7 separate regions of the Mus musculus genome follow, and regions 1, 2, 3, 4, 6 and 7 are each linked to region 5. Evidence: chromatin contacts called from public HiCAR-type and promoter capture Hi-C data. All regions are on one chromosome and are shown on one strand. Each heading gives the region's core, a stretch centred on a gene start, on an enhancer-like site or on the middle of the called end of the contact. The rest is flanking DNA. Distances are from core to core; before and after follow the strand shown.

What was found. Promoter capture Hi-C pulls out the DNA fragments that hold promoters and counts their contacts. HiCAR-type assays count read pairs that join an accessible place to other places.
Region 1: a HiCAR-type map of embryonic stem cells shows a contact between it and region 5, with 4 times the contacts expected there. The contact joins the enhancer-like site here to the promoter of Uba3 in region 5. A contact is called at or near these places in 4 of 39 promoter capture datasets (cranial neural crest, embryonic stem cells and stem cell-derived epiblast-like cells), 2 of 115 datasets of contacts at active chromatin or transcription factors (both in embryonic stem cells) and 1 of 9 other capture datasets (embryonic stem cells).
Region 2: a promoter capture Hi-C map of stem cell-derived epiblast-like cells shows a contact between it and region 5, with 7 times the contacts expected there. The contact joins the enhancer-like site here to the promoter of Uba3 in region 5. A contact is called at or near these places in 7 of 39 promoter capture datasets (the 3T3-L1 cell line, 3T3-L1-derived adipocytes, cranial neural crest and 3 more).
Region 3: a promoter capture Hi-C map of hippocampal neurons shows a contact between it and region 5, with 5 times the contacts expected there. The contact joins the enhancer-like site here to the promoter of Uba3 in region 5. A contact is called at or near these places in 4 of 39 promoter capture datasets (the 3T3-L1 cell line, frontonasal cranial neural crest, hippocampal neurons and 1 more) and 1 of 115 datasets of contacts at active chromatin or transcription factors (embryonic stem cells).
Region 4: a promoter capture Hi-C map of pre-B cells shows a contact between it and region 5, with 7 times the contacts expected there. The contact joins the promoter of Slc25a26 here to the promoter of Uba3 in region 5. A contact is called at or near these places in 7 of 39 promoter capture datasets (the 3T3-L1 cell line, 3T3-L1-derived adipocytes, cranial neural crest and 3 more), 1 of 115 datasets of contacts at active chromatin or transcription factors (astrocytes) and 1 of 9 other capture datasets (liver).
Region 6: a promoter capture Hi-C map of the 3T3-L1 cell line shows a contact between it and region 5, with 3 times the contacts expected there. The contact joins the enhancer-like site here to the promoter of Uba3 in region 5. A contact is called at or near these places in 6 of 39 promoter capture datasets (the 3T3-L1 cell line, frontonasal cranial neural crest, hematopoietic stem and progenitor cells and 2 more).
Region 7: a promoter capture Hi-C map of liver shows a contact between it and region 5, with 4 times the contacts expected there. The contact joins the promoter of Lrig1 here to the promoter of Uba3 in region 5. A contact is called at or near these places in 10 of 39 promoter capture datasets (the 3T3-L1 cell line, the C10 cell line, cranial neural crest and 6 more), 4 of 484 Hi-C or Micro-C datasets (CD4 T cells, CD8 T cells, Th1 cells and 1 more) and 3 of 115 datasets of contacts at active chromatin or transcription factors (astrocytes, embryonic stem cells and extraembryonic endoderm stem cells).

The regions. Positions count from the first base shown.
Region 1 is chr6:94,749,284-94,752,636 of GRCm38.p6, forward strand. No RefSeq gene overlaps it. Among named protein-coding and RNA genes, the nearest start is that of Lrig1, 51 kb to the left of the region's middle. Within about 2 kb of position 1,463, at least 24 of the 459 cell types and tissues checked have an H3K27ac peak or open chromatin away from gene starts, as enhancers often do. A contact at or near this core is called in embryonic stem cells, where this site is marked.
Region 2 is chr6:94,645,630-94,649,286 of GRCm38.p6, forward strand. All of the region lies in intron 3 of Lrig1 (leucine-rich repeats and immunoglobulin-like domains 1), which reads right to left. Among named protein-coding and RNA genes, the nearest start is that of Mir7041, 41 kb to the left of the region's middle. RefSeq lists an enhancer at 1,790-3,365. Within about 2 kb of position 2,177, at least 207 of the 459 cell types and tissues checked have an H3K27ac peak or open chromatin away from gene starts, as enhancers often do. A contact at or near this core is called in 3T3-L1-derived adipocytes, liver and stem cell-derived epiblast-like cells, where this site is marked.
Region 3 is chr6:94,560,014-94,563,480 of GRCm38.p6, forward strand. All of the region lies in intron 5 of Slc25a26 (solute carrier family 25 (mitochondrial carrier, phosphate carrier), member 26), which reads left to right. Among named protein-coding and RNA genes, the nearest start is that of Mir7041, 45 kb to the right of the region's middle. Within about 2 kb of position 1,593, at least 1 of the 459 cell types and tissues checked has an H3K27ac peak or open chromatin away from gene starts, as enhancers often do.
Region 4 is chr6:94,498,573-94,502,436 of GRCm38.p6, forward strand. It overlaps Slc25a26 (solute carrier family 25 (mitochondrial carrier, phosphate carrier), member 26), which reads left to right and starts at 1,742. Exons shown (of 10, transcript NM_026255.5): 1 at 1,742-1,885. The coding sequence starts at 1,853.
Region 5 is chr6:97,203,648-97,207,440 of GRCm38.p6, forward strand. It overlaps Uba3 (ubiquitin-like modifier activating enzyme 3), which reads right to left and starts at 2,000. Exons shown (of 18, transcript NM_011666.3): 1 at 1,886-2,000; 2 at 1,659-1,700. The coding sequence starts at 1,905.
Region 6 is chr6:94,920,108-94,923,445 of GRCm38.p6, forward strand. No RefSeq gene overlaps it. Among named protein-coding and RNA genes, the nearest start is that of 4930511E03Rik, 22 kb to the right of the region's middle. Within about 2 kb of position 1,829, at least 46 of the 459 cell types and tissues checked have an H3K27ac peak or open chromatin away from gene starts, as enhancers often do.
Region 7 is chr6:94,698,361-94,701,833 of GRCm38.p6, forward strand. It overlaps Lrig1 (leucine-rich repeats and immunoglobulin-like domains 1), which reads right to left and starts at 1,785. Exons shown (of 19, transcript NM_008377.2): 1 at 1,102-1,785. The coding sequence starts at 1,325.

The DNA of each region.
Region 1 (3,353 bases), core at 213-2,712, 2.5 Mb before region 5:
TAATTTTATGTGTATGGGTATTTTGCTTGCATGTATGTCTGTGTACCACACATATGCCTGGTACCTAAGAGGTCCAGAAGAAGGCATTGGGCCTCTGGAACTGGACTCACAGACCATTGTTACCTACCATATGGGTGCTGGGAACTGAACCTGGGTCCTATGGAAGAGCCATCAGTGCTCTTCACCACTGACCCACCTCTCCAGCCCAGTGTAGCTGAATCTTTCTGTATACTTTGATTTTTTAACTTTTCATGAAAATTAAAAGTCTTATTGGCTTTTATCATGTTGCTTATTCAATGTGCCCTGCTCTTCAGTGCTTTTCTGGATCAGCTGAGAGGTAATTAGGGAGGCTCAGGGCTGACCTCTTGGTAAGATCTCTTTCCAGCAGTTAGTTGGGATAGAGGAGATGCTAGCTTCACACCCAGACTTTCTCTGTGGATGGGGTGGAGCACCAGCTCTGTGGCTCAGTGCATTTCTTGAGGTCCCAGGTTTCCTGTTTCCAGTGCTGAAAGACAAACCAAGACACCAAAGAGGGATCAGAGGTGTTTTTTGCCTGCAGGGGGCTTAAGTTCTACTAGACAAAACAGAAGAACCGTCAAAGTCTACAAACAGGACCGAATGCAAAGCTGAAGAAAAGTTGATATCTATGCTGACAGGTGGCATCTGAAGGTGACAGGCAAGTACCCAAGGGCAGGGTGTGCATTCGATAAACATTGACAGTGTGCATTGCTATGTCCCCAGTGCTGCAGGTGCAGTGGAGGTTAGACAGTCTGCCTTGGGCAATCTCCACATCTAAAGAAGGTGGGCAATCTCATGGCAGCTCTGCCTATTCTAGACCATAGTTTACAATCAGTTTTGGGGTCCTGGGGATTAATCCCATAGTAGAATGCTTTCCTAATGCATGTGAAGTCAGTCCCTAGGATTGACCCCTGACACTGCAAATCTATTATTATTATTATTATTACTATTACTTGAGATGGGACCTCCTGTATTTTAGACTGGCCTTTAAAGCAGAGGAGGTTCTTGAATTTCTAATCCTCCTGCCTCCACCTTCCCAGTAGATTATGCAAGTCACAGAGCTCAAATCCACGGCCTCATGTATGGTTCACTAGCACTCCACCAATTGAATTATGTCTCTAAGCCATTGCATAAAATCAATTCTTTAATGTGTGCAAATTCTTGTTCTTCCTACTTTCTGCGCTTTTGGGATTCGAGCTGCTTGCAACCACTGTGCCACGCCTCCAGCCCCCCCCCCCCCCTTACTTAAAAAAGTATGGCTACAATTCATTGACTTACTTTTATGGCTGACTATTGGGTACTGAGGAGCCAACTGAACTTTCGAAGCTCTCGGGGTAGAATGGTTTAGAGTTGACAAAGCAAAAATTCAATTAGCCTAGAAAGGCTCTGTAGTGCTAGTCAGCAAAAGGTCCTGAAAAAGCCGGCTTTTCCATGCAAATGAAGGGGTAAATAGGCTCCATTGTGTTGGAAAAAAAGAGTAAAGGACATCTTTTTGTTCTTTTGAGGGGTGTACCAAGAGCTCCCTTGCCCTTTGTTATGTAGATCTGATCCCTGGGAAGAGGTGGTCCTCCAGCGAAAATTGTTTCTATCTGCCCCCCCCCCCCCCCCAGCTTCTGGGTTTTAGAAATTTGCATCTTCTCTCAGGGCTTCACTAAGAGCAAGGCAGCGCTCAAATAAATAAAACCACCTTAAGGATATCGGTTCTAACGATCCGATTTAATAAACACAGATGAGTTGGTTTAGGCTTACGGTGCAGCTATCTGAACTCCCCTGGATCCTTTGTGTTGCTGAAAATTGAAGTTTGAGTGTCGACGGGGGGGGGGGGGGCGGGGGGGGATAGTTGTGACAGCAAAGCTCGAGCAATACTCAATGAAATTCATGTGGAGTCTAGGCTGGTAAGGATAACCTAGGGGTCTATCCTCTACTGTTCTATCCGCAAGCTGTGGTGGGGGACTAGTCTTCAACAGCGCCCCTTGTGGTAGTGAAGAGCAGTGGCAGTAGTGACTTCGTGCGGTAATCATGGAAATGGAATGGACTCTTAAAAAGTTCTAAGTAAGACACCAGTTTTTGTCCAGTTGAGTATATGTGAAAAGGTCTCAAAAGAATAAATAGAACATCCCCCAAAAGAATTCTACATTAGCATTACAGTGTGAGCAGATATGAACTCCAAGCAGAGCAGGCACCATCTGGGCAGGTAGTACCACCGAGAATTTCCTAGAATTTAGTTTGGGTGCAATCCACTAAGCTGCAGTTCTTAAGCATCCCTCCAGGGTCTCCAGGGGAGGTCATCTGACCAGAAGGATGGACACCACCCAAGATCTTATAAAAAAAAAAAAAAAAAAAAAAAAAAAGGAGATTTCAGGGTCTGGAGAGATGGGTCAGTGGCCAAGACCACTTGAGTACAGGCCTGGCTTCAGATGCAGTGCCAGCTGCAGGACCCATGGCTTTAAGTCTAAGCTACTAGAAATATGAACTGCGTTATATACTATGATTTTTTAAAAAAAATATTCTCTATTCTTCCATGCTCTCCTATTTCCTTTAAAAATATTTTTAGGCAGGCAGATCAGGAATTCAAAGTCATCTTTGGCTACATTACAAGTTCAAAGACAGCTTGGGCCACATGAGACTGTGTCTTAAAAATATTTTTAGTTATGGCTCACCAAATAGGCTTCACATCTGTCTTAGTCAGGTTTCTATTCCTGCACAAACATCATGACCAAGAAGTAGTTGGGGAGTAAAGGGTTTATTCAGCTTACACTTCCATACTGCTGTTCATCACCAAGGAAGTCAGGACTGGAACTCAAGTAGGTCTGAAAGCAGGAGCTGATGCAGAAGCCATGGAGGGATGATCTTTACTGGCTTGCTTCCCCTGGCTTGCTTAGCCTGCTCTCTTATAGAACCAAGATTACCAGCCCAGGAATGGTCCCACCCACAAGGGGCCTTTCCTCTTGATCACTAATTGAGAAAATGCCTTACAGCTGGATCTCCTGAAGGCATTTCCCCAACTGAAGCTCCTTTCTCTCTGATAACTCCAGCCTGTGTCAAGTTGACACAAAACTAGCCAGTACAACATCCCACTAATGATTGAGTTGTAATATATAGTTTGAAAAACACTGCAGGAGGGGGAGTCAAGTTAGTAAAGTTCTTGCTGGACAAGCAGAAGGACATGAGTTTAAGTCCCCAGCATGTATGCAGTACTCAGTGCTGGGGTGGAAAGATAGAGGCAGGTGGTATGGTGCTTTGGATATGCTTGGCCCAGAGAGTGTCACTATTAGGAGATGTGGCCTTGTTGGAGGAAGTGCTTCACTGTGGGAGTGGGCAATGAGACCTGTCTC
Region 2 (3,657 bases), core at 927-3,426, 2.6 Mb before region 5:
AGGTAGCCAATAAGGCTGAAGATGATTGGTCACAGCAGTCTTTCTCAGAACAATCAAAGCCTGGAAGGACCACAGGTGTCCTTCAGTGGTGAAAGATTAGACCCAACCTGGTAGCAGAAAGGAACAAAGTATCAACACACAAACCCCACCAACCTCCAGGGAATCACACTCAACAGAAGGACCAATCCCAACAGACTGTGCTGTCCAGTCCGTTTCCTCTTCAGAACACGTTACAAGGAAGGCAGTGGGTGTGGCCATGCAGGAGGAGGGCCTTTAGTGGGGATGGATACGTTCTAGGACTTGACTATATGATATGAATGTCCTGGTTGTGAAATTTTACAAGATTGCACCACAGAGGAAATGGAGCTAAAGCTATTCAGAGAATTTCTATTTCTCACAGCCACTTGTCAATCAACAATTTACTTTAAGGTACCAAAGTAAAACGTGTAACAAGAACAAAATGCCAGGACAGTCACAGCTACCAGAAGGCCTGGTGGAGTAAGAGAGCTATACTCCACAGCTTCCAATGAAGGAACTAATATAACAGAAAGTCAAGAATGAGCATGCGCACACGCGCGCGCGCACACACACACACACACACACACACAGTCTCTGAACTCCAACAGGTTTACAAGAGATCATTCAGAAGGAATTCCTGCAAGTAAGATCAATTCCAGGCAGACAGACTATGTAATTCCAGGCCTCCTGATTTCAGGTAAAGGAAAGCAATAGTCTCAGAGCACAGCAACAAAGCAAGAGCCACCTCACCGCAACCTGAAGCTACAGGAGATGGTAGGAAGCAAGGAGATCCTATTCACCTTCACCCCAGAGCCACGTGGTCCAGAAGTGACTCCCCGGCAGCTCTCCCAGGGAAAGTACCTTTTTATCCCCCAAGGCTCTGTCCCAAGCAGCTGTGCAGAGGCTGCTGGCACTGGAGACAGGGCCCAGGGTGCCAGTGCTGCAGCCTCCCCACACTCAGCACCCAGTTAAGAAGCTGGGAAGAGAAACCACAAATTGGCACCTTTGCCTCAGCTGTTTGGGTTTGAAATACATCCAGGAAGTGAGGAGAGTACTCCGGAATCTGCCCTAGAGTCATGTCTTCAAGGGCAGGTCCCCATTGTGGGCAACTCTGCTGGCATTACCACAAAGGGGGCTGGGGCTCTGCAGAGGCTTGGCAGCAGGATCACGTCCCTGGATGTGCTCTTAGGAGTAGACAGCCATAAACGCCCCACCACCACCACCAGAAGCAGCAGCAGCTATGTGAGTGAGAGGATGGGGAGGACTAGCCTGAAGTGCAGAGGCAGGAAGCCTTTCCAAGGATTTGCAATCTTTAATGAGAATGATACCAAATGAGCTCACCTGAGGCTGACAGAATGCTTGCAAAGCAAACACTACCTGGACAGACCGCATCTTGCCCCACACCCCGAGGGGTCTCACACCTAATACAACTTGATATGTCAGCTCAGGATTTGGCATATCAAGTTGTATTAACCCTCCTAAGCTCCCAGACCACAGATTCCAGAACAAAGTGAGCAGCCAGCTTGAGAAGCAGAGAAAAGGAACCTCGGGGAAGATACCTGCCTTCCTGTGCTTTTCGCAATCTCACTGGGCTACAGAATTGGATCTCAGAACGTACACAGGACGACACACCAAACCTGCTATCAATGTCTTATATGTGAAAAGGTGGAAGAATAACATCTGGCCATTTTTTAATTTAAAAGAAAAAAAAGTTTATTTCATATGCCTGTCAATATACCAAGCGATGTAGCCTATCTTGACAAACTGTCAACCTCTGCACAAGTGGGTTGATTCTACATTCCATATATACTGCCCAACAATGACAGGCCTTATGAAAGAAAGGCCTGCCTGGTATAAACACGAACACATTTCTCTCACTTGCACTAGGACAGCTGAAAATGGCTCCCAGGTGTGAGCAGACACAATAGGTCCAGCCTTCTTTGCAAGGTCACGCTGCAGGTCAAAGTCAAGCCAGCCATTTTCGGATTAGGTGCACAGGCACAGGAGGCTTCCCCAAGTGCTAACTGGATTAGAGAAGCCACCTGCAGGAAGTGGGGAGGGGGAGGAGGGGAGAAGGAAATGGCCCAGTTGGAATGAGTCTGCTGGTGTGGGCAGGAGCCAGCCCCTTTCACACGGGAGGTTGTGCAACCAGAGCAGCTCTGCTTCCAAGCTGCAAGTCCCGGAGCCCTGGGGGGTGTTCAGAGCCCGCTGCTGCAAGGAGTGGCTCCTCCCCTCCAAGTCTTCCTGGTTTCTCAAGCATCAAGCAGCCTGTATTCCCTCTGGATCCTGTACTATATTGAGAGAGGGAGAGAAAGGGGAGGAACAAAGGGAGAGATGGGAGAGGGGAGGGAGAGAACCACCCAAAGGCCTAACTAATATCAGCACAACTTCAGCTGCTCAGTTCCCAAAAAGGCAGGGACCTCCATGACCAAGTTGGTATTCGGCAAGCGCCCCCCTGCCTGGGCTCCCCAGCTCTGCAGCTGGTGTTCCCTTCACTTTCTCAGCAAATAACTTGCAGATGTACCTCTCATCTCCCTGGCTTACCACCACCCCCACTCTCAAAGACAGGGGAGGGGGGAGAGAAGGAAAATGACCAGTCATGACTGTGTGTAATTTGGCAGGCTCTCTAGGAGGCAGGCCACATGGGCTCCTTTCCCAGAGAAAGGCTCACTTCAACTGGGGGCAAAAGGACGTCTGCACTGCAGAGTCCCCGGGAAGCTGCCGGGACACAGGACTGATCACTGTGTAAAAGTAGATAGTTTTCTATTTCCAGGCTCACTGGTGGTACCCAGCATCCAATGAGACTGCAGTTCTGAGTCCACAGGTCCTTCTCGGGCCTTTCAACAGAAGCTTGCTGGCTTGCCTAACAGCCCACTCGCTGACAAAGAAAAAAAGACAGAAAGGCAAATTGGCCCCCAAATAAAGCTAGCCATGTCCTAGTCGTCCTGCAAGTACCCCTGAGTGCCTCAGGGTCTCACTCTGCTAGCTGAACAGTGCTAAATCACACCCACTTCCAGGAGGGGTAAGAACGCAAGTCTAATATTAGAGTTGTGGGTCAGAGTCCACAGGGTAGCCGCTGAGATTTCCAAATTCTTGAGTCATAGAACAAAGATTACAATAGGGACACACAGACAGTTATAGAGATAGGGAAAGTATATTAAGGAAGAGAAAGGCACTCCTAAGATGGGAGTGGGCTAGACAGCTGGGACAGGACTGAGACTTTTGTCAAAGCTTCTTGCCCTAAGCCTGGAGACCCTATGCAGGTCATGCCCATCACACCCACCTTCTCTTGAAGAATTTGTGGGCTTTTGCTTCAACTTTTGTTTCATATAGCCAGGTGGGGAGGGGTTCCCAGTGGCTTTGCCAACTGGCTTTGGCTCTTTTGTTAACCTCTGATGCCTCTTTCTCTATGCCATACTCTGCTACCACAGACAGGGTAAGCAACCTTGGGTCAAATGACTCGTTATCTGAGAGTCTTTCCTGTCATGCACACATCAGCAACATGAAGGGACTCAGACAGTACCCGGCCCTTGTATGATGATTATCTGTTTTCTCTGTCTTTCTCTGCAGGTAGATGTTGTTCCTTAGGAAAAGAAGACACTGACCAGTTGTTACTGAGCTCCTAGGGCCCTCCCAGGA
Region 3 (3,467 bases), core at 343-2,842, 2.6 Mb before region 5:
ACACTCAGGAGACAGCAGGGGGATTGAGACGCCAAAACCGTCCCGGCTACATAGTGACACACTATCTCAAGAAAAGAGAAAAACAACAAATGAAACCAAACAAATGTATTCCCACTGGTAGCAGCAACATAGGAACAATACAACAAACAACACCGGGAACAAAACAGGCAGTGGCATTGAAGCTCAGTGGTCTGGCGTACCTGGCATACAAGGTCTAGGTGTGTGGTACTGCACACTCCATGGACAACGGCATCAGCCTCTTATCAGATGTATGGCTTCCAAAACTGTCTTCACAGTTCTTTTCCTTTTCTAATAGTTTTCTTTGCTGTGTGGAAGCTTCTGAGTCCAGTGTGACCCCAGCTGTCCTCACTGTGTTCTGTCCTCACTGTAGGGATTTGTATGTCAGCACTGGTCACTTTTACCTCAGCAGTCAGGAACCATGAGAAGATCACCTTAAACATAGGAACAAAGTGGTAGAAAGCTTCTGTAGGGAAGGGCAAACATTTTTACATTTATTTAAAGAAGACAGGCTCTTCTTTAGCCCAGGATGGTCTCAGACCCTCTGAGGTGAGGTAGCTCCTGACCCCCTTCCTCCTCTCCCAAGCGCCACCATTGCAGGTGTGCACCGCACACCCAGCTTACTTTAGATGAATGCCAGCATATACTGCCAGTTAACCTTCCTAGGGCTTTTCAAATAGATCATAATCGTCTGCCTTTCACAGTGGACACACTTTGTGCAAGTGTGGTCTTTGCACAAAGAGCACGTCCACTGGCATTGACAAGGAAGACACATTCTCAGGCCCTGCCTAAAGTGGAATCACATAGGATCCTGCACCTGTGTATGAACCAGGCCTGCAGGTGGTTCTGCAGCTGCCAAGTTTCTCCACTTGGAGTCCTTTGCTGGTCCTTATAGCACCCTAGGAAATTCTAGACCTTGGCTCATTTGGCTGTTGTCCTGGTTGGAAGGCACTCTTCAGCCCCAGACCCTCTGGAGTCATGCTGGTTTGCTGGGTTGCATCCCAGCTGAGAGTCCTGTCAGCAGACATCCTGTCTCTCAAACACCTGGACCAAAATGAACCAGGCACACTGGCTTACAGGGTTTGTATTGTCACCGATAAACTATGAAGGTGGTTGTGGGAAGGGGTGGGGCATTTTGAGATGATCTGTATTTGCCATGAAGATATGGCAGAGAATCTTTTAGAAGGGAATTCTCTGCATTAATATTAACTCACCAGCTTAATGCACATTTTAGTTTTGTTAAAGTGTTATAATACATTTTCTCATTGAGATCCATGTTTTTCCATTTCTGGAATAAAAATAGGCAGTCGGCTACAATTCTGATCTCACTGCTACAAAGCAGTTTTCTCAGCACACCCCCTTCCACCACAGATGCACTTTTTAGTGATGGCATTCCAAAGCCTGGTGACAGAGGGTGTATTGGAGTGAGTGTCTTGCTTTAACAGACTGCTGTGGCTCTATTTGTTTCCCATAATTTTCTGCATGTTTATTTCAAATGAACCATAAAATGACTTAGTGCCAACATGTGGTTTTAATAACAAATAAGGGTTGGCAAATGAGTGTTGACTTAGAATTTAAAGTTTTATACATCTGCCACGACTAACCTCTGAGCCACTTTGTAGCTCAGCCCTCAGCCTGTGTTAAGTAATTTATCAGTAACAATTTGGATTTTTTTCTTTCTGCATGTCAGTTTTCTGGGAGTGCCTGTTCATAATTGGAAAACACTTATCAATAAACCATTTTGGTGAAACTTCATAATAAATTCATTCCTTGTCAAGTTTTATGAAATAGGCATGGATTTCCCTCAGGGATCCTTTTTGTTCTCTTTTTGAATTATTATTGTTTATACTGCATCAAAACATCAATTTCAAAATAACCAAACATGATATGATAAAAATAACTGCAAAGTTCCTACTGAAATCATATTTGCATCAGAGCACGTTGTCATCCTCTCTGAAGACAAGGCACACATGGTTGTCTCTTCCTTCTTCCCTCTCTGGTGGCCCAGGGTTCATAGCTGTTCTGTGTCAGTGTGCCTGTCCTCTGATGTGTAAGATAGACATGAGAGATGGAGAGGTTGCAAGTGCTGATGTGTGGGGGTGATGAGAGGCCAGATCAGATTTGAATGTCCTGCTGTGACCAGGCCTCAACTCATTAACTTCATGTTTAAAAATCGAGATTGCATTAATGAAAATATTCTGGTGTAAGAAGAAATAATATAAAGAGCTAAAGTAATATTCTTTATTAGTTACCAATGTTCATTTATAACCCCAATTTTATTTACCTTATATTTCATGTCCATGAAAAACCTTTTTTTAAAAAAAAAAACTCATGTATTAGCAAGGGGGAAAAACAGATTAGCTAGGACCCCCCCACACACACCAAAAACAAAACAAAACAAAACCAAAACAGATTAAATTTGTGTGTACAAGATCATTAACAGTGTAACTGGAGTGGGGTTATATTGGGTTTGTAAAACCTGCTGTCTCAAGTATGGCTGCAGAAGAACAGGGGCCTCTTGTGGAAAAGCAGACATCCTGTAGAGTAAGGATAGGTGTGGCATATGTGTGGACCAGCAGATGAGTTTGGAAAGATTAGTGACATTCAAACGTTAGACTGCGGCACCTCTGAAGGGTTCTGAATGGTGTGGCAGTGACCTCCAGGAAGGGAAACTTCAGAGTTGCTTCCGGGCATTTATGACCATGGGCTTCTTTTTAGTCAACTCTTCTTTCAAACAGATAAAAGGGTTTTGAGAGCTCCAATGTCTTCCACTTAAAATAGCTTTCTTGTTACAGTAGTGTGATCTGCATTACTTCATGTCGTAGCTTTTTCTTCCTATTTTCTGAAAATAATTTGACTGTATTTATAGCATGGTTATTCCTCTTTGAAATATCTGTTCCTTTTAAGCTGGTTTTAGTGAGCTGTTATTTTCATGTCTAGGGCACATGCTCATCTCATGGCTTGTGAGTTTTCACAGTCTTCCAGCCTGGCTGCCTCATGTAAGATGGGGATGTTGCACAGGTACCGCTAAGCTCTCTACGCAGCAGGTCAGACGGCCTTTTAGGCTTTGCATGCCTGACCTCTCTGTTGTAGCTGCTTAGCCCTGCTGGGCAGCTGGAGAGCAGAGACAGTGGGTGCACAGATGACCGACTGGCTTCACATGCTTCACTCAGTGGCAGCCTGGGCTTGGGAATGTTTCGTCACCACCAGATAGCTGTCCTGTGCTCCTGTCCCACTATCCACGCTCCTCTTATCAGTACCTTAGGCTGAGGGTGTTTGAAAATGGATTGGTTTATTTAGACAACTTGAGCTGTAAGGAATTAGACTGGAGGTCTTTTGCTATCTGGCTCTTGTTACTGTTGCCCTCTAGTGGTTATTTCTCGGGTCCATTTCTCCGGCAGGTAAAGAAACACCTGGCGAGAAGTTTGCAGTCCCAGCACACAGCCAGG
Region 4 (3,864 bases), core at 492-2,991, 2.7 Mb before region 5:
CAGTTGTCAATCAGGTCTCCAATAAATTGACTGAGTGAGTCAGGATTATCCTCTGTGGCTCACACAAGATTACTGGAGGTTAAAAAGTCCACTAGTCACTTAGTTCTACAACATACCTGCTACCTGAGATGTAGTAGGCCCTTCATGCATGCGGAGGTTAGAAGGTATTGTCCAGTAAATGGGAAGACAAGTCTACTCCAAGAAACTTGCTAAATAGTTAATGACATGTTCATCCAAGAGCACACGTTGCCTTCACAGTGAGCAAGATGAATAATCAACTATCAAAGCAAGTCATTTTTTTATGCCACTTTATTTTTTACTGACACAGTGATTGTACAAATTTATTAGGGTAGTGGGTGATAATTCAATACACCCACACGATGTGAAATGGCTAAGTCAGCCATTAGCATGTATAATTCCTTAAATATCATTTCTTTGTGGGTCATCTTTGAAATTTTCTATTTTCTTTTAGTTCTCTATAAAAATATATAACAGTGACTAGGTAGGTGGAACTATATATGTAGCCTTTGTGGCTACATCTATACTGCCCTTGCATGTTCAAGACCCTAGAAAGAAAACCCAAATTATTATCCAAGTGTAATGGCTCACATCTGTAATTCCAACATTTGGGAGGCAGAGGCAGGACAATTGTTATGAGTTTGAGGTCACCAGAACTACATAACTACATTGCCAGTTCTAGCCTATCATAGGCTACAGTGAAACTCAAATACCAACTGAAATACACACACACACACACACACACACACACACGTAAGTAAATTGTAAACTAGCAATCCTACTGTCCTGCAGAGCAATGGTACTTATTCTTCCTGTCTTCCTCCATCTACACGAGGGCCCTGCTAGGTAAACACATATTCTACCATTGAGTTACACTCACTATTAAGCTGTATTTTTTTAAGTATTAAATTCTATTTATTTCACTATCAACATATTAATATGTAATAAAATATAATATGCAAAATATATGATATACAATAAATATTAGGTATGTCCACAGACATTGGGAGACAGCTTGTGGGAACTGGTTGTCTCTTTCACCCTATGGGTCCCAGGGAGTGAACTCAGGTTGCAGGGTTGGTGGCAAGAGCTTTTACCTGCAGAACCATCTCACTCGCCCTATCTAATAGGAATTTGTTAGTTGTCACCTCCAGAATTGGAGGCAAGCGCCTTTACCTACTAAGCTATCTCACTGGCCCTAACTAATTGTATTTTGATAGCAGCTACCTCCATCCTTCTTCCCTTCGTAGTCTCTAGTGATCACTCTCCTACTTTAAGTACATTAATTTAAAGAGAAATAAACGTCAGTACAAATGGAGAATACTTTTTTTTTTTTTTTGGTAATAAAAACGTATTTTTGTTTAACATTTTTTTTCTTTCTTTCTGGAATTGGATCAACAGAAATCCAGCCAGCCTGCACAGATAAAGCGAAGGAATAACGGACTTGGATTGTGAGTAGGAAACCACAGGGCTGGCCTTCAGGTACAGGCAGTGCCGCCTGGTCCCAGTCCTGCCAGCTCTGGTCTCTCCTCCGGGGTCTTTCGTAGATCCCATCCGGGGCCACAGGCTTGTGCGAGGCTCTTGCCTAGCGCCTCCGGAGCCGGCTGCTGAAGGACAGGAAGCCGGAGAAGCTCCAAACCCCAGGGTCCTCCAGGAAAGGCTCAGCGACCAGCACCGAGCGACGCACGTGCTTTTGTTGTGGTGTGACGTCACGAGTTCTGCCCCGGAAGTAGTTGCTCCATATCCCGCCCCAACATGGCGGCGCCCAGCTCTTTAAGTCAGCACCTGCTTTTGCCCAGCTTGTGATTTTTAACCTTGGCGGCGTTGGGAGACCATGGACGCGCCGGGCTTCACGGCCTCGCTGGTGGTGAGTACCGGGTAGGGGTGGGCTGCTGGGTGCAGGCTGCGTGGGAGCTGTGGCGGCTTCTCTGCACTGCCGCTTTCTTCCGGGTTTAAGCAGTGGTCGGTCTGTCCTCAGGTCACTGGCTGCTAGATCTAGGACCAAGCCTAGAGACGTCTGGGAAGTCTGTTCTCAAGGCTTGGTGGCTTCTGATGGGCTTTTAGAGATGAGGTATGCTTGACACATTGTCTTATTTACTGAAGGCTTCAGTAAATTAAGACTTCCCTTGTACACCATATTCACCTGAACTTGGGAATTAAACATGCAAATACACACTATTCAGGAAAACACTTACGACCCATCCATCCAAGATACTAGCTTGTCTTTTTGAAGTTTCTACACATTTAGTTCCTAGTAATCTGCTCATTTTTCTCCACGTTTAGGCTTTGAAGAAATACTGAGCATAAGTAGTGGTGTTGTGGAGTCGATGGTTTATTGGCTAATTCTGTCGATTTATGAGAACCAGTGCTTTTTGAGGGGCCTATAACAGCAGGTCTAGCAGGAGATAATAGATTTAGCAGATGTAAGAGAGACTGGTTAACTTTGATTTTATTCTGGAAGAGTGAACAGAAGCAGACAAGAAATACCTTCATTTTTAAAATGCTCCTGCTAAGGGCAAATAGAAGCCCAGGGGCATTTGTTTACAGAACTAGCTACTGCTCTGATGGAAGGGTTGGAGATAGAGTGTTGAACAAGAGAAACCTGCCCATAAGAGTTAGATGTAGGAGACAGTACAGAAGTGACTGCTCGGGTAAGTGACAGGTGGACTAGGTTCAGGACATTATGGGAAGAGGTGATAACAGGTTATGGGCCAGGCATCCTAAATATATGAGATTCATTTGTGTTTGGGGAGATGGCTCAGTAGTTATAGCATCTGTAGTTCAGTTCCCAGAACCCTGGGAAATGTTGGGTGGGTCTGGTGGCCCATGTGTAATTCCGGTGCTCAGAAGGTGGAGACAAGGGATCCCTGGAGCAAGCTGGTGAGCTAGACTAACCTTTAGTGATCTCTAGATCCTTTGCTTCAGTGAAGAAAGAGGAGAGACAATGAGAAAGACTTCTGACTCAAGGTTGGGCTGCACACACACACACACACACACACACACACACACACACACACATATGTGCACGAGCACAAGCACATAGCACATCGCACCCAGGCTCATTTCATTGTATTTAATTTTCATTTACTGTTATTTACTTCTCCAAAGCTCTGAAAGCACAGGTGCTCTTTCCCCCATTTTGTACATGAAGAAATAGAAATGAAATCGTTTTCTAAGAAGATCCAAGGCTCTCCCAAGAAGTGAGCTCATGCCAGCTAGCTCTGTCTGATAACAGACCTGTGCTCTGAGGCCATAATTTAACCTGAGAGAATTTCTGAAGGAATGGAAGAATACTCAAGCCCAATTCGACAGCCACCTTTTCATTCTTAAGAGCAGCCTCGTTGAACAGATTGAATCCTACAGCCCTCCTGTTAGGAGGCGATGATGAATTGGCTTTTAGAGAAGTGTCCCAGGGTATAAGTACCACTGTGATTGGGGGAACGAACGCCTAGAAATGTTATCATCTTATGGTTGATTGGGAAACCCTGCAGTGTCAGAGATGCTGGGTTAGTTGTTAGACAAGTTGAAGGTGACTGACCTGACTTGTACTCCGAAGACTCTTGCATTACCACACATGATTGGTAGTATAAAGGAATATATAAATATAGTTATGAGAGGAATAGAGGAGGTAGCCTTTTATTCTTAACTGGAAGGTTGGGGATAGCTCTATGAGGAATAGCATTTGGTTGCTGTCAAACCAGCAGATGGGATTTTTGGCAGGGATATGTGTGTCTGTGGGGTTTAAAGGGGGGAGAATTAGGTGGTAAGAAGGCCATTCCAGATTTCGAGAAAAACCTAAGCTAAAGCAGAGAAGGAGAAAGTTCTGGACATGTTTGGGAACCATAG
Region 5 (3,793 bases), core at 750-3,249:
CCGAACTATTAGGTCTCCCCAAATGGTAACCACACATCAGACCTGCTCAAATAAAAAGGAAAACTGAGTTGTGGTTCTATTTTCCCAGTTTTGGCTTGTCTGGTATGGGGAAGCACTCTTCACCTACTTGATAAAATAATTCTGCCTCTGTGTTCCTAGCTTCCTCGGCACCCACAGATCAAAGTCGCAACACTAAACACTAAGTGAGAAAGGACTTCCCTCTGTTTGGTATTTACAGTCACTCTGAGTTTCCATCAACCGTTTGTTCCTTCAGTAGAAGTAACAAGTGCATAGGTTGAGGGGGGTCTCTGAGAACTATGGTGCTTCAGTCTAACACTAGTTATGGCTCCTCCCAAGTTGGAAAGATGAGAGCCACTGAACACTTTGGATGAAAGCAATGATCATACATTTCTTTCCTCAGAAGGATCCCAGTATTTTTTTTTCCTTTAAAAACTAAAAATAAAAAACAAACAAACCTCTCCTAATACTAAGGTCCATTTGTTGTCACAAAACACACACACAAGAAAAATGTTTAGATTACAATTATGCCACAGATAGGCATTTATTTACCATCAAGAAATCTTTGAGAACATGCAACTAATAAAGTGGGACTTCTCTAAAAAACAAAACAAAACACTCAAATGCACTTTATAACCACAGATTCATTCATGTTTGGTTGTGATAACTTTCCTGTAACCCCAAAGTTTCTACCTTCAAATATATTAGTGATTTCAATTGTTTACAAAAGGGACTAACATACATTGCATAGCTGATGTTCTGATGCAATGCTGGGTCTCACGCCATAACCAAGCACACTCTAGCTTTGAGAAGATTCCTTAACTGTCAGAAACTTCAGCTGTAGACTGCAACTACTTCTGATGGTCATGAGGTAAAGAGATCATCAGGTATTGAACTTAGGGGCTGCTCTTGGCAGACAGCAAGCGCTCAAACTTTGTTATTTCGTGCTGAGTTGGGAATTAAGCGGTGAGAAAGGGTGAGCCCTTGCATTTGAAATTCACCCATAGGGAGGGGCATGGAAAAGACCAAAGTACTACTGAGAGCTGACACAGAAATTATGAATCACCACACCCAATACACGAGTATTTTTTCCCCCTTCCCACGGAGGGCGGGGAGAGGAATCACGTAGGATTGGCCATATGAAAAGAATTTTAAAGTCTGCGGCATCAAAAAAAACTAAGTATTTAATACAGGTTGTGTGGTAAATGAGAGAGCAAGTGAGTTGCCGTGTCCTTTAAGACCCAATTACCTTGCAAAAATGACAAGTTTTAACACAATTCCTGATTCACGGAGTGTTCATAAAAAGTTTATGTGTACTATTGTCTCAGTGTTCATCAAGGACCCAAAACAGGCCTCGTGTCCATTTAGATTTAGATTGGATTCACTTGCCACAAGGTCACAGCTCTGACAATTTGGGTTGGAGGAAGAGGGGAGTACCGGGTGGCTTTTGCAGGAGCATAGCCAGGGAGCAGCCGGCCGGTGGCTCGAGCTGGGGACGGGGTCAGGGGTGAGGACGCGCGGCCTGCTCCAGGTGACCCCCTCCCAGCACCCTCGGGCCCGCTGCGGCTGGTCCCCTAGGCCTGGGATTAGGGGGAGGCGGGGGTCTCCGGAGAGGACCCCGGCCTCCCAGCAGCACTAACTTCTCAGCCAGCAGCTCCTCTATTCTCCTTCTTTTCTTCTCCCTAAAAGAAAGAGAGAATAAAAGAAGGGTCAGCATCAAGCTCCAAAGAGGGCGCCGCAAGGGTATGGGGGGCGAGGGGACGGGGAAGGGGTTGGGGGACCCCCGGCTGGCAGCGGTGACTGCCCACCGCCGCGCTCTCTCACAACCCAGCCCAACTCGGCGCTCCGGCAAAATCCCGATACTTACGGCTCCTCGCCATCCGCCATATTGTTCCCCGCCTCTTCCCAGAGGCCCTCGCGCCGAGCGGGTCCGCCCGGGAGGGGCGGGACTGCAGGTGAATGGAAGGAGGGAGAGCCGAGCCAGGGAGGAGGGGAGGAGCTTCAGGTAAGAAAGTGAGGGGGCGCGGCGGGGCGGGGCTTCAAACGGAGAGGCGGAGCTGGGGTTTGGGTTCCGAGGCTTTAGGAGGGAAAAACTGAGCAGGCGCGGAGGGGCGGGGTCCAGTGCTTTGAGACTGGGCTATTAGAAGGAGGAGCGAAGGCGGAGCCAGTACTAGAGGCGCGGCTTCAGGGGACGAGAGGGAGGGGCGGGAGCGTCTGGGAAAGCTAGTTGAACAGCGGGAAGCAGTGGCTAAATAGGCTGCTTAGGTCCCCTTAGGCTTTGCAAGCATTTCCCAGTGTATTTAAAATCTTTGATTAATTGTGCCTACTTAATATTATACCATCTATAATGTTGCTATGCCACATGAACTTAGATATGTTACTTATTTATACACTTATACGTTGACACATAATTGCATAAAATGTTCATATATTCTATTTAAAAACTAAAATAGCCACCCCAATATGCCAGTGCTTTTCTCCGGGAAAATTGGTGAAAGAAATTTCCGTTTTCCATATATCAGGAAGATTCAAAACCCTTGCTTTTATGGGCATGAAGTTTAAAGCATTAAATAGACATAGGGTGAAGAGTCTTATTTTCTTTGTGACACTTCAGTGTCACACCAGTCTGTCAGAAAACTAATCTGTTATACATATATACATCAAGATATATATTAGATAAATAAATGAATGATAGATAAGATAGATGATTAGGTATGAAAAGTATAGAGATTTATTTATAACCTGTCACTTGAAAGTGTTAATAAATGAATGAATTTTTGACTCTATTCTTCACAGTCATATATTGTATGTAAATGACTGATTCTGGTAGACAAGAAAGGAAAGAATAATTGTGTTAAACATATCACTTTTAGTAAAGTGAGATAAAAAAATTTAATATGTAAGTCTGAACTGAATTTAAACCCTTACTACTCAGCTATTAACTGTGAGCCCTTGGGTATTTCCAGATCCTCATTTGTAAAATGAGAATAACAACATTCACGATTTTAAGATTGAAAATTAAGTGAATTTTTAAGTGGCTCTCAAATATGGTTTTTGATTGGAATTACTTGAAGGTTACAAATGCCAGGTTTGAGTTTTATCACAAGAGGTGGTTTGTGGACACACTGTTTGAAAACCAGTGAAGTGCCCTGATATAGCTTCTAGGGTGCTCATTAAAGGGGGACGGGGGGGCTGCTACTACTCACTTGAGGCATGCAATCTACTTTGTCCTGCTCTCATTGAACCTTAAGGAAGGCTCATCTGTTACGATCCCCCAGCTACTTTCATCAATAGCACACATTGAGCTAAAAATTCAGTCATAACCAGACAGTGAGAAGAGGAAACTGAGCCTTAGAAATAGAACAAAAATAGCAGAAGAAGGAGAAGAAGAAGAAGAAGAAGAAGAAGAAGAAGAAGAAGAAGAAGAAGAAGAAGAAGAAGAAGAAGAAAGCCTGCAGGGAACCCAGGTTTAATTCCCAGCACCCACACAGTGGCCTTCAACTCGCTGGCACCCAGCACACAAGTGGTGCAAATGTACATGCAGACAACACACCCAAAAGAAGTTCACAAAGATGTCAGTCCTGCATCTGTGTGTCACCATGACTCACCACTTTGACAGCTGACAGCAGACATCGTGAGATCTGCCTAACTGATTAGAAAGAGCCACCTCCTTTTGTTAATAATGACAGTAGTAGTGGCAAGTGGCCGAAATCCTCAGTAGATTTATTTTCTTTACAGTGAAGCACATCATCAAGTATTAGACATCAAGTATTAG
Region 6 (3,338 bases), core at 579-3,078, 2.3 Mb before region 5:
TTTCTTTCTTTCTTTCTTTCTTTCTTTCTTTCATGGTTTTTCGAGACAGGGTTTCTCTGTATAGCCCTGGCTGTCCTGGAACTCACTTTGCGAAATCTGCCTGCCTCTTTGGATTTTTCAACCCATCTCAAGCTCTAACAGGAGAGGATTAAATCACCTCTTTCAGCTGATCCCATGACATCATTCTACAAATCTTGCTCACTCCAGATGGATAAAGGGGCAAAATGGTAGCCGACTTAAGCTTCTAAGTTCTGGACACTAAGTTACACAGAGTGTCATAATTAGTTTTTGTCAAATTGTCACAAACCTAGACATACCTGGGAAGAAGGCACCCCGGTTGAGGCATTGCCTCCATCAAGTTGGCCTATGGGTACATCTCTAGGAAGATTTTCTTAATTGCTAATTAATATATAGAAGGGCTGACTCACTGTGGGCAGTACCATTTCTGGGCAGGGTTCCTGGGTTATATCGGAAGGGCAGCTGAACAAGCCATGGAGAGCAGTCAAGTGAACAGCATTCCTCAATGGTCTCTGCTTCAGTTCCTGCACACAGCTTCCAGGCTCGGCTTCCTGCTTTGGTTCCCCTCAATGACGGGCCATAAAGCTTAAGTTGAAATGAATCCTTCCCTCCCTAAGTTGCTTTGGGTCATGGTACTTATTTTAGCAACAGAAAGCAAACTAGGACAGAGAGTCGGCTAAGAAAAACCAAATGTCTGCTTGACTACAGCAACCTGGCAGGTGGAGGGATTGGGATAAGAGTAAGGTCAGAAGAGATACCTTTGTGCCACCACAGTCCACTTGCAGGGATGGGCTACTCTGCCTTCAACACTTCCCCATACTATACACCCCATCCCCCATCCAGTGCTGAGGCTGAGCCCAGATAACCCTCTGTTCTCTAAATCTATGTTTCTGTAGTGTCCCTAAGTACATCGGCCACTTTCTCTGTTTCACCACACTGAGGTGCCAGGAGTCTTGTGAAACCTGCATTTTTGGACCTTTTTCTAGAAAGTTTATTATTCTTGGGGAATACTTCTAGAATCCAGAGCTTCTATTAATGATGGAACACTGGAATGTATATCCAAACAATTAAAGCAGTATTTCCCAAACCAAAGATGTTACATAAGGACATTAGGTAACTAATAATTGCTATTTATTTTACAGCTACCTCCTACTCTAACAAATGATACTGGCTTTCCATATGACAGAGACAAAACTTCAAGGGCAGCTTTCAGTTAGCACAGTGAATGTATTTTCTAAAATATTAGTCCATGAGAGCAGAATAATAGTATGAAAACATGGTTACAATAATAGATGAATCAGCACAGTTTAGGAAACAGTGAAGAGATAAGCAGGGTGAGATGCCATCTCTGTTTCTTTGAGAACTGCTCTCTCGTACCTTGAGCTCCTGTTTCTGCTGATCACACAAGAAGATTGGTTTGTTGTACAAATCATTATTCATGGCAGAAGTGGTAGAAATGCATATAGCACTGAATTTAGATGAAGATAAAAATCCAGAGGAAGATGAAATAGTATAAAAGAATACGATGTGTCCCCCCCCTGTGTGTGGGGGATGGGTGGGTGTGAGTGCATTAAGGATATTAGAAGTTTAACTTGGAAAGTGTGGGCTTATGTAAAAGAGTTTTGTTCCCCTTGAAAAAAGGCTTGAGTAATAAATAGTGTGACAGTCTTGGCTACTGGGATAGAAGACAATGTGGAGGAACACTAAGCCAGAAGTCAAGAGCAAACTCTGACGACACATGGGCACAGCCATGCTGCTGTCTGGAGTTGGTCTGTAGATCCCACAGCACAAACCCTCCTTTGTCCTGATTCTTGTGTAACCTTACCTTGCACACTGTAACTGCCAGCTGCAACTGGACATGACTCATGCCTTTCATGTTTATAGTAGAATAAATGTGGAAATGAAATTGGATACATATACACATCAGAATCTTTATTATTGTTACCTTCAGATGGGGCATAGGTGGGATGTTCAATTGCTAGTGTTCGAAAAAATGTTAAAGTTAACTTACATTACATGTTTGTACAGAAGTATTTTTAAAAGATAAGTTATAAAAATTAGGGCTAGGACTTGAAATTAGAGCAGCTGAGAACTGGGTGATAATGTCAGAACTCTCTGAGGTTGAATTCCAGCTGTGTACCAAATAGATGGGTTACTTGATTAATCTTTCCAATGCTCAGCTTTCTTGTCTCTAAATGAGGACAGTCATTCATGCCTCATGGAAGTGTTATAAGAACTGAGTGTGACACTCTACAATAGCCACTTAGTGTAATGGTAATGTGGGAGGGAACAATAAATGATGATCATTAAGTTATTATTGTATAAACAGTAGGTATCTTTAATTATAAAGGCAATAAGAAGTTGTATATTTCACCATTATTTTATGTTATACTATCAGTATTACTATTCTTAGAAATGAGAAAACACAATGAACTGGAAGCATAGCTTACACAGGCAAAAGTGGTCATTTTTAACAGAGCCAGGTTGGTTCGTCTTTTGTGCCATGGAGCCAGTTGCTTGGTTGAGCACCAGTCTAGGTATTGCTGTGAATGCATACTGCAAATGTGATAGACACATAAATCCAGGGAAGTTAGCAAAGATGATGACTAGTGGTGGGCCTGACTCAGGCAGCTTAAGATCTTAAAAAAATCTGACTTTCCCCAAGGAAGAAGAGATTTTTGCTTCTAGACTGTATCCAAACATTGTGCTACCCTGTCAACTGCTGCTGAGATTTCTGGGCACAGAGTCCCCACAGTGTATGAAGCAGTTCCTTTACATCGCTTTCTTTCTTTATACATATGTATATGATATATATGTATATAGGTATATGGTACGCCTGTATATGTATATGTATCATACATATATATGTATATGGCTATGTGTACATATATGTACTATATACACATAGAAATATTACATATTGTACATACTATACACATATATACATATATGTACTCATAGCCACATACATATAACCACATCCTATGTGTTCTATTGTTTCCACAGTTGTTCTCTGCCAAGATGTTTTCAGCCCTTAGAAGACATCTGGGATACTTTATGGTTCTCACAGTGGGTTATGAGGGTGATGTCGCATACCACATAACATCTGGGGCTTAAGGGTGCCCATCAACATTCCATAATCCACATGATGGATGGTACTTTCAATGAAGAATTATCCAACTCCAGTGTTGTCAGGGCTGAGAGTTGAGGACCTTTCTTGTAGCTGTAATACTTTTTATATTTTATGTGTGAAGGACTTAAAGCTCAGTTTAAATATTCTTGATATTGGTTCTATCAGGTAGAAACTGGTAAATTGGAGA
Region 7 (3,473 bases), core at 535-3,034, 2.5 Mb before region 5:
ATAGCTGAGCAAGATTCGACTCAAAGGTCTAGGTTTTTTTGGTTTTTTATTTGTTTTGTATTGTTTTTTTTAAGAATAACAATGCTATTCTACTCCACTTTGTTTACAGAAATCTAATGTTCCCAACGAACCCCAATCCCAGCAGCACAGAAGTGCACCTAAACTGACAGAGCTAGCCAGGCCCCCTGTCACCTTCTCCCATAGTAGCACTACTCCACAACTAACTTGTGCCATTTATGGAGGAGAAACTCGAGGGTAGGAGCAGACCCAGCCCCAGTGGATCAAGCCCAAGGGGACCCCAGGGAACAGACAGGAAGGGATCTGGAACACAGTTCCTGTACTTGCCAGCCATGCGGAAAAGAGCTAACAGCCACACTCAGACATCTCCAAGAACTGTCTCAAAGCTTCTCAACTCCTGGCTTCTTCAGGACAGGGTCCCTTTTGCCCTGGCCAATGCCAAGTCAAGCCACCACGATTGTCTGGTGATCAGGAGACTGCAACACATACTCACTAATACACAGTATAAATAGCATGAACCCTGGAGATGTGAGTCACTGTCATTCATTACCAACTGAAGGTAAGTTGAGGGAACTCAAGACACCTAAGGGCTGGGTTACATACAGCACAGGAGAAAAGATACAGCCATGGATCCCAATCCCAACACAGGCTCCTACACTCTGCCATTGCGTCCGTCTCACATGCACACAAATTCGCTCACCTCCACTCTACACACACACATATTTCGCGCTCCACAGCACTCTCACTCAGTTTCAAATCACAAACCGGTGGCTCACCTCCACGGCCCACACTCGCTGACTTCCAGACTTCACGAGGCACACTCGATCACCCTTACAGGATCACTCATGTCCTGCATCCTCTCCACAACACACGCTCGCCGCAAGGCAGGCTCCTCCAGAATCACGCTCACCTTCAAACCCCAGAAGCAGAGTCCTCTCTCCCGAGCTCCCACGCGTGACCTCCACTCGGCCACCCACAAGTCTCCCCAGCCCACAGAGCGCACTCCGCACCCTCTCCGGCTGAGCACACCAGCAGCCCCGTCTTAGTGACAGCGCCCGGACGAGAGGCAAAGGCGATACTCACAGGCTGCGCGTCCAGGAGGGCAGGTCCCGGGGCAGCGTCGCCAGCCCGCGCCCACTGCAGTCCAGCGAGTCCCCGGCGCAAGTGCAGGCGGCCGCGCAGGGGGCCCGCGGGCCAGCCTGGGCGCCCGCTGACTCCGGCCATTGCAGTAGCAGCAAGAGCAGCCAGAGCAGAAGGCGAGGCGCAAGGCGCGGGGCTCCGAGCACTCCCGGACCGGGCCGCGCCATCTTGTCTGGAACGCGCCGCGAAGCCGGGGAGCGAGGGCTGCGAGGTGCGGGCGGCCGCGGGCGCGGGCTGCGCTCGGAGCTAGGCTCCGCGCCGGGACATGGACGCCCGACTCCAGTCGGCTCCGGGGCCGCGGCGCTCAGCCGGCACGCTCTGCCCGGGCCGCTTCGCAGCACCCTGCGGGGACCGCCACCCCCGCGCCCATCCGGGCCGAGCCCCGCGCGCGGCGAACTCTGTGGAGTCCCGCAGTGAGTGCCCGGCCGCCGCTGCTCGTCCTTCCCGCCGCGCTGAGAGTCGCCTTCAGAGCTCGGGCGCACGCCGAGAGCCGCCGCCTCTGAGGACTGAAAACGCTTAGCCTCGGCCTCTGCGCGTGGCGCGGGCGGGCATCTCACTGAGGGCGCTGAGCTGATGATAGCCGTGGACCCCACGCGCCTGCCCGTCCCGGAGCGGCCGGAGCGCACCGTGCCTCAGCGCTGCGAACAATCAGCGGCCAGCCGCTCCGCGGTCCAGCCCCGCGGCCCCAGGCCCCGCCCCGGCTGCTCGCCCTCACACACCCCTCCGATGGGGCCCCGGGGCGCAGATCGGCCCACGTTGGCTGCAGGGCTACAGCATTACGCCCCGCCCTGCCCGTTGCTCATTGGCTCCTGGAGCGCCTTTTTGGCGTCCTAACCCATAAGAGCGCTCGCTCCCTGAGGTCCCGCCTCCGCTCGCTTTTCCCACCCAAGGTGTGAAAGGCGGGGACGGGGCGGGGAAAAGGAGAGGCGTGCTGCCTCCTCTTAAAGGAGACTTGTAGGGTTTTGGCTACCAAGTACCAGAATCTGGAAAAGTGGCCTAAGCTTCGGTCCATTGAGCCTAGGAGAAGAGAGAAAGTTTGTAATCCACGGGTTTGGGAGCTATCTGGACCCAAGGTTTATTCTGCTCTCCTAAACTAAAAACATCATGGTGGATTTACAGCAAACGAGCACCCTTTTTCAGGTGCCTTGCAAAAGAAAAAAAAAAAAGATTTAAAACTTGCTTTCATGAGTTTCTCAGCTATTTCCTCAGAGGTGGGGCCCCCTTTCCCATCTGTGCTCCACACTCGTTCTTCTTGATATCTTTAATCCAGAAATGTGTCCTTGACTACCGAAATGACTGTGTGCTGCAGAAATTGAATCTTGAGGGCACGCCCACTTCCCCGCCCCTAGTTAGTTGAAGGATAGTTCGGGAAGTGCTCTGGACTTGGATAAAGGGGGTTGCTGTGGTGGTGTGTTTTGTTATTGAAAATCAGTGCCTTTAAAATACAATTTCCAAGAAATTATCCGTGACGTGCTCTTTATAGACAGTGAGAGAGGTGGGGGGAGGGAGAGAGGAGAGAGAGAGAGAGAGAGAGAGAGAGAGAGAGAGAGAGAGAGAGAGAGAGAGAGAACCTGTTAGTTTGGCAAACACGGATCAGAATAGATTGATAGCCGCCATGTGAAACAGTGCTTGGACATAGGCGAGCACACGCGCGCGAACACACACACACTTAATGGAGTGGGGCGGGGGGGCGGGGGGAAGAGATTAGCACTGTAATACATATCTGCCGCCTCTGGGCGGTTTGACTTGCTGATGTCCGAACTGCACACAGGGTCAGGGAAACTAAGGCGCTGGAGTCTTCTGGAAAACATTTGTTCCAGCACGGTTAAATCTAACTTAGGCTTTATAGAAAGGGAGTAGGAACGCTGTTCATCGGGAAGAAAAACACCGAACAGTTAAAGGGATTTCATTACATGTTTGACATATTCAAGAAATACGATTTGATGCTAAACGTGGCTGTCCCTCAAGTTTTGCTTTTTTTTTAAACCAAAATTGGACCTGTATTTAGTAGTCAGGTGATTGTTGCCTAGCTGTCTGTGCTTTCTGTCTCTTTCTTTCCTTGCCTTCTTTCTTCCTTCTTTTTTGATTGTTTGAGTCTCATCATGTAGCCCAGACTCCCTCAACCTTATTATGCTCCTGTTTCAGTCTTCTGGAACAACTGGCATTACAGGTGTGTGCAGCATGCCCGGCTTTGTTTGCCATTCTTTTCATCCTTACACCAGCCTTCCCTTTCTCCTGATTGCCTACACTATAGAGCAATGCTGTTGGGTTTCTCTCCCATTTTCTGTATATCTCAGAAGTGATGGTGAAGCAGT